Regions from separate parts of the Mus musculus genome. Here region 2 is linked to region 1. Evidence: chromatin contacts called from public Hi-C data. All regions are on one chromosome and are shown on one strand. Each heading gives the region's core, a stretch centred on a gene start, on an enhancer-like site or on the middle of the called end of the contact. The rest is flanking DNA. Distances are from core to core; before and after follow the strand shown. Region 1 overlaps Erc1 (ELKS/RAB6-interacting/CAST family member 1). Region 2 holds the start of Erc1 (ELKS/RAB6-interacting/CAST family member 1).

What was found. A called contact is a pair of places that touch in the nucleus more often than the background predicts.
Region 2: a contact with region 1 is called in a Hi-C map of liver, with 1.8 times the contacts expected there. The contact joins the promoter of Erc1 here to the enhancer-like site in region 1. A contact is called at or near these places in 1 of 39 promoter capture datasets (liver), 1 of 15 datasets of contacts at CTCF or cohesin (the NIH/3T3 cell line), 1 of 484 Hi-C or Micro-C datasets (liver), 3 of 115 datasets of contacts at active chromatin or transcription factors (the SCID.adh cell line, bone marrow-derived macrophages and embryonic stem cells) and 2 of 9 other capture datasets (adipose tissue and pancreatic islet).

What each region holds. Positions count from the first base shown.
Region 1 is chr6:119,737,790-119,741,544 of GRCm38.p6, forward strand. All of the region lies in intron 13 of Erc1 (ELKS/RAB6-interacting/CAST family member 1), which reads right to left. Among named protein-coding and RNA genes, the nearest start is that of Erc1, 110 kb to the right of the region's middle. Within about 2 kb of position 1,407, at least 16 of the 459 cell types and tissues checked have an H3K27ac peak or open chromatin away from gene starts, as enhancers often do. A contact at or near this core is called in liver and pancreatic islet, where this site is marked.
Region 2 is chr6:119,845,848-119,849,514 of GRCm38.p6, forward strand. It overlaps Erc1 (ELKS/RAB6-interacting/CAST family member 1), which reads right to left and starts at 2,303. Exons shown (of 21, transcript NM_053204.2): 1 at 2,030-2,303. It overlaps 3110021A11Rik (RIKEN cDNA 3110021A11 gene), which reads left to right and starts at 2,346. Exons shown (of 1, transcript NR_030776.1): 1 at 2,346-3,182.

The DNA of each region.
Region 1 (3,755 bases), core at 157-2,656:
TCAAGAGTTCAAAGCCTGCGGAGGGCTTCAAAGAGACTCAGACTCAAATAAAGAAGGTGGGTACTTGGGAAATGACTCGGTGGGTAAGAAGCTTGCTGCACAAGCAAGAGGGTCTGAGTTCATATCACTAGCGCCCTTGTAAGAGCTAAGAATACTGACACACATCTGTAACCGCATTGTTTGTGAACAGAAACAGGCATGTCATCAGCTAACCACCCTGGCCCAAATTTGGAGCCTCAGGTTTGATGGAAGACTTTCCTGGTCTCAAAAAACTAAAATTATTAGAGAGCAAAAGGGAAGATGACCTATGACTTCCACATGTGCTGGGGTCAACTGAAAGCCAGCTCTGTGTGGCTGAAAACTAGAGATTGTTTTTACTGTCAATTCTATTAAAGAGGTAGCAGGGTAAGTGAGTGGGGACACTGTGCTAGGATGTGGGAACACGCCTCTGAGGTCACAGATATATATTCTTCCTCTCTAGTCAGAGACAAAAATATCCAGGAAGCTAAATCCTAATAAGTTGTCTATAACCTAAAAATGATATTCTGGGCAAACCCAGGTATAGGGTGGACAGGACATCTTGGCAAATTTCAAGTCATATTCCACAACAAACATGGCTGGATCAGCTTTCACATCCCTTAAGTGGGCAGAGCTGGAGAGCAGACCCAGTGCTAGGACTTGGAGAGACCACAGAGTGGAAGGAGTAGGGAAAGAGTAGGACCAAGAGATTGACCAAGAGACACTAGATGTGAGCTGGCATGAAATGCCATAGACAAGCCTATTATTTATAGATCTATATGGAAACTAATATGCTAAGTATAGAAGACACATTTTTAGTAGCAGTATTCAGTTTCCAGAGGTATGCTGGGTGGTTTTTTCCAAATGTGACACAGACTAGAATTACCTGGGAAGAGGGAATCTTCACTGAAGAATTACCTCTACCAGATTAGCCTATAGACATGTTTGTAAGGCATTTTCTTGATTAATGATTGACATGAGAAAACTCAGCCAACTGTGGCCAGTAGCACCCCCAAGCAGGTGGCCCTAGACTGTATAAGAATGGAAACTGAGCCACCTGAGAGCAAGCCAGAAAGCAGTGTTCCTCTTTGATATATCTCTACTTCAGTTTCTGCCTCCAGGTTCCTGCTTGACTTCCTGCCCTGGCTTCCCTCAATGATGAACTATGGGGTGGAAGAGGGAGCCAAATAAACACTTTCCGCACCAAGCTGGTTTGGATGGGTGCTTTATCACAGCAATGGAGAGGAAAAGCATGAGGTAATCTAAATCTATTTATTCAGACTAGGACATCTTATTCTTCACTTTGTTTTCTCTATGGAGACTATCCATAGCCACTGAATGGTGGTTTCCATGAACATTAACTCGCCAAGGCCACAGCGAGCCAGCAAAGTGCTTGCTATGCAAACATGAGGGCCAGAGCACAGATCCTGGGGCTTTCTGGCCAGTGAGGCCAGCTGACCAGAGAGCTTCAGGTTCGATGAGATAAAATAAAAAGTCACATAAAATAAGGTGAAGAGTGATTGAGGAAAGCACCTGACATTGAACTCTGGCACACATGGGTGTAACCATGTATGACATGTGCACACACACAGACACACACATACACACACACTAGTCACTATACTAGGGGATATTACCTGAGTGAACACGATGAATTATTTAGGTGTTGGAAACAGGGCTGAGGTTACATGAGAGACAAAGGAGCCCTGCTTTGGCTTGTGCCTCTACAAATGCCATCCAGATTATAAACCTCCATTCCTGGAACTAGATTTCAGACTTGCTTAACCAGCCTCTAAAATCATCACAAACATGTAAGACAATCTCTTTTTTTAATATCTACCCCTCTTGTTCCTATGACACCTTCATTTCTCTTATTGAAAGTGAACTGGTAAGTGATTAGTTTCAACTGGAAAAACTGTAGTTGGTCAAAGAGTGTTACTACACTAAATCGAAAGAATCCCATTAATACATCTTCTAAGAAACACAACAATTTTCTTAAGAACCAACATGGGAAAGGAACTGTTCATTTATTACCTTCATCCACAAAGAATAATTCTGATAACTTTTTAAAGTTAAAGAAGTAATACGAAAATCAAAGAATTTTCTTTTGTTTAAATTTCATCAGTTTAAACAGTGTTGAATACCTTCTAGAAGTAAATTGTACATGCTAAAGTACAAGATGGAATTGCAGATCTATCAGGGGCTACTTAAAAGAGTATCCCACAATGGATATGCAACTCAAATGGCAGACTGATTTTTTTTTAATATGCACAAAGCCCCAGGATCAGTTTCTAACACTACATAAACCAGGAATGGCATACAACTATACTCCCAACACACAAGAAATAGAGGCAGAAGAATCAGAAAGTCATAGCTACACAGCAAGTTTATGACCAATTTGGACTACATGAGATCGTGTCTCCAAATACAAGTGTCCCAACATAGAAACATCAACCTCAAAGATTCTTGTGCAAGAGAGAGAAAAAAAACTAACTATGTGCAATATACTAGCACATAGAACCTAGCAAGAGAGAGCGCAGGCTGGTTGTATTTAAAGCAGAGAGCATATAAGAGGTATAGCTCAAATTGATGGCTGTAATTGTGATCAAGTAAAATCCAGCAACAGGAGCAACAATTGCTCAGAAGACTGAGCCTTACATACACACACTTAACCCAGAACGATGCAGACACAGAAACCTGGTGATGGCAGCATTATTTATGAAAGACTGGCTATCTGAGAATGGCAGTGATACAGAGAGAACATGCACATTGCAACATTAAGATACATAAACCCCAGCGGAACAGGAACAGGATAAAACAAACAAAAGAAAAACATATAGGAAACAAAGGAAGGGCCATACAAGAAGCAAACCTCAGTCAGATACAACAGCCACAGGCACACTCTCCAGCACTAAGTCTGGGAACAAAGACTGAAATAACCCCAGCTATCTCAGAGAGAGTACATGGACCAACTCCAAAAACAAGCCCTGCTCAGTTTATAAAAATGGAATCCAAAACTGAAAGGAAATAAAATCTACCTTAGTTTCTCAGCAAACCGTGATACAGTACAAAGCCACTTCTGCTCAAGATACTGGGTTAAATATAAGCACAGAGACAATTCCCATCGAGATGAGAAGCCTTCAATAAGTATTCTGACCAAAGAGGGCTGAGGCAAGACCAATTGGGCTGGGATTTTGTTACTTTGAAGTTTTTTGAGTATGTGGTGGTTGTGGTCATGGTCCTGGTGATGGTGGTAGCTGTTTGTAAGCAAGAAATTTTGTAGTCTTCAAACAATATTACAAAGTTGTATGACCAAAGAATGGACACCTCTATCTAATTATACAATGTATTCCAATGTATTAAAAAATGAAGTCGCGGAAGAAGCAGATCATTTAAAGCTACCACATGACCCACTCATCCCACTCGAAGGCATGGACCTGAAGGACCTTACGTCCTATGGTAGAGATGCTTGCACACTCACGTTCATTGCAGCTTTATTCCCAATAGCTAGGAAATGGAATTAACCTAGATGCCCATCACCTGATTAATGGGTAAGGAAGATGTGGCAGATACAACAGAACAGTACTCAGCTATAAGGAAAAGGGAATCATGAAATGCAGAGAATGGATGAGACTGGAGAAATACTAAGTGAGGACATCAGATTTAGAAAGACAAACACCTCACACATTCCCTCTCACACAGTGTTCCTAATTTTCAATCTTCTATGTTTAACTTAG
Region 2 (3,667 bases), core at 1,053-3,552, 110 kb after region 1:
ATGGAGAGTGTGAATGACGTGAATGAGTGCAGGTGCCTGAGGAGCCCAAAAGTGGAAGTCAGATCATCAGACTATAAATTGATCTATACACTTTATCAATTAACTATCTTTGCCTCCGTTTCCTACCAATCTCTCTACAGGTAGTTATTTTTTCTGGTAGATGAAAGTCTGTTCATGAAGTTAGCATGAAAAACAGTCAGTTGGAGAACTACTGAACCTAACCTATGTGTTTCTCTCTTGAGTTACAGAAAAGCACTCCCCTGGACACTTCCCCAAGTAAATTAGGTAAGTGTTAGGAAAGTTGCTGTTTAAATTTGATTTTATAGCAGTTTCTCTTCTTTTATAAGTGAACTACTGAGTGCTGTGCCTCTCATTATATTACAATATATATCCATCAAATGGCCTATTTTCTTAACAAGAAATATTTTGTCATAAATGATAAGGCACGTGACTACAATAATCTAATAGAAAACAAGAATCCAAAAAAGACTTAGGTTTATTGTGGTAAAGAGTAAAATGCTGATGGACACTGTTCGCCTTAGTAATGTCTCCCAACAACGTACGATACATGTTCCCACAGGGTACCAGAACATTGTAAAATCCCTTGACTCTGACAATATTCCTTAGAAATGGAGGTACTTACGTAAAGAACAATTTCTATTTCATTTTTTAATATTTAGTAAAGACTGAAATAAAGCCAGGTGTGGTGGCACATGCCATTAACTCTAGCACTTGGGAGACAGAAGCAGGCCAGCCTGGTGGGCAGAGCGAGTTCTAAGATAGCCAGGGCTACACTGAGAAATCAGGTCTCGGAAAACAACAAAACCAAAGAAAAAGGGGGGGGGGGGGAGACAACAGTAAGTACACCTGAAAATAAAAAAATAAAATCGATCTTCAAGAAAGCCAGATCATGTCTAATCTCACACTTGGAAGGCTGAGACAGAAGAAGAATCGGAAAAATAGGGACATCCAGATAACTCAACAGAAAAAAGTGCTTATGTCACAAGTCTAATAACCAAAGTTTGATCCCAGCCATCCACAGTGGGAGAACCAAGTCCCAAAAGCTTTGACCTTTGACCTCAAAGAGGGAGGGAGTAATCTATCGTGTGTATGCCAGGCACACACACATAATGATTAAATAAACGCAAAATGTATCAAGGTCTATTGAAAAACAAGATGTAAGAGACAGTTGCACTTTAAACGCTTAAGCAATTTCATACAGTCATCTCCAACAGAACTGTTCACAGTTCGCTCAAAGCAATCAGCCACAACCACCTGCAACTATTACTCTGAGTCCAGGGCCTTTTCTTAACGGGTCAACTCAAAAATGAAAAATGGTACAAAGAGATCAAGCACAGGAGAGGGGGTTGAGGGGGGCAAGGAAAAGAAAAGGCTGATAGCACTTTTGAGGGGCTAAGAGTAATGAGACTCACTCCTTCATGGTTGGTTGCTATAGAATGAAGTTGTCTAAACACCAACATCTTCCTTCTTGTGTGTAAAAACCTCACTCACTCGCGCTCCCAATTTACCAACCCCAAGTCAACGCAAAGGGATTCTCTTCCCTCAGCGAATTCTACTCATCTGACCAAGAAAAGAACCAAAACCCTAGAGTGGCAATGTGAGATCTGCTGCAGTAGCCCCTCCAGCTACCTCCAAGGCGACATCCATGCCTCATTTTCCATCTGAAATACAACCTTTCCTCTTCTATCTAACCAGGTTCAAAATAATAAGATCATCTTAAACATTTTACATCCGATCCACCTTGGCCGCACCCCAACTCCAGGGCTCCCCAATAGCCCCACATCATGCCTCCCACCCTCGGCTCTCGGTGGGCCAGAAGCCCCCCACCTCCCACCTCCAGCAGCGATCCTTACCGCCAGCGCCTTCGCTCCCGCCCAATCCGGGAGCTCCGCAGGGCGCGGCCGCCGGTGGGCTCGGGTGCGCTGGGGCGGGGTCCGCCCTCCCGACCTCCCCATCCTCCTCCCCACCCCCGGCCCAAAAAGGAGGGGGAGGGGTCCCCAAGCCTCACCTACAGCTCCGCCCCTCCCCAGGGGCGCTCTGCCCTGCCCAGCCAGGGCCGGGAGCGCCGAGCCGGGTAGGAAACGACAAATGCCTCGGCGCCTGCGACCTCTGGGCAGATCGAGGTTCCGCCTGACGAGCGAGCCGCTGCCGACGCGGCCGCCTTACTCTCCTCAGGGCCGCCGCTGCTGCTGCGGTTGCTGCTACTGCTTCCCGGACAGCCTGCCGCCGACACTACCACAGCCGCCGCCGCCGCCGCCACCGCCACAGCACGACCGGCGCCCGCGACGTCACCACGCCCCGCCCCCCGCGCACACCTAGCCCCACCCCCTGTCGCCCGCGCGGCGCCCTCGCCCCGCCTCCCGCTCTCCCGGGCCGCTGGGCTTTCCCTCGTCCCACTGGGAAGCGCCCCGCTACGCCGCTCCACGGGACCGCGCGCCAGGATCGACAAGTGCGGCGCTCCGAGGCCGCGAAGGTAACTGGGTGCCGAGGCAGGGTTGCGCCACACGTAGCGCCGCCCCTCACACACACACCCACACCCACACCCACGGCCGAGCGTCCACCGGGAGCCCGGGCCGCGATATTGAGCGAGGAAGGTGCGGACGAGGAGGGGCGGCGTTTGTCTCCTCCTGCTTGCCGTAGGACGTGGACTGCTGGAAGCCCCAGGAGTGGAGTGGCCTTTCCCAAACCTGGAGTCGCCCCGCCCCTTCCTTGGCAAGCCCGTTACCCGAACCCTGGGACGGCCGCCACCTTAGGAAATAAATAGCTCAGGGCTTGTCATTAGAGCCACGGCTGCCTGGACACCCTTTGTCCAAGAGAAGTTAGCTTCTCTCACCCTTGGCTTTTGCGCTGTGAGGCTGTGGAAGGCAATAATACTCTTGAGTCATCTGGGCTGTCCAAGCGGTCATGGCAAAAGACCCTCGCCTCAGTAGGTGGCTTTTTTTGCAAGGATCATTCCAGGGAGGAAGAGTGTGGGCGGAACCTGATGTCCACATGCAGTGTACTGTGCCAAATGCTTCACCGCGTTACCTTTTTTATTTAGCCCTCACACCAAGCAAGGCGAACTACAAAGCAGCTGCTACCTTATTTTAGACAGCCCAGTTTTCTGCTGCTGAATTTCAACCTTTGCCTTTTGTCAAGAGCAAGCCAAAAAAAAAAAAAAAAAAAAAATACGGAGGTGGGGGCAACACATAGTTACTAATCTTAAAAATGTAGATAAGCTATCTCTAAGCCGAAAATCCAAGGGTGGTGTGAATTACACTCATCCCCATACTCACAGCGCTTATTAAGCTAATTTGAAATGCCTTTGAGATGAGAGGAGCTAAGACTCACCGGTTTACTCATCCCTAACCTCCCACCATCATAATTAACCGGCTTACACTCTTCCTAATCCCATTAACATCTTCCCCCATCCTGTAGTATTCACGTTCATCCACCAAACTATATTTTGTCCTTTCCAGATTCTCTAATTGTTCCCTTCCAAAATGCACTTGGGTCATTACAGCTCCTTGGGCACACTAAACTGATTCCCCTTCAGTACATCTAACATATGACAGCCAATTGTTAGAGAGTGTGCAGCTAAACGGGACTATTCAGCAGCCAGAAAAGAATCTTCAAAGATTTCGTTTCTGGGGCTGGGAAGATGACT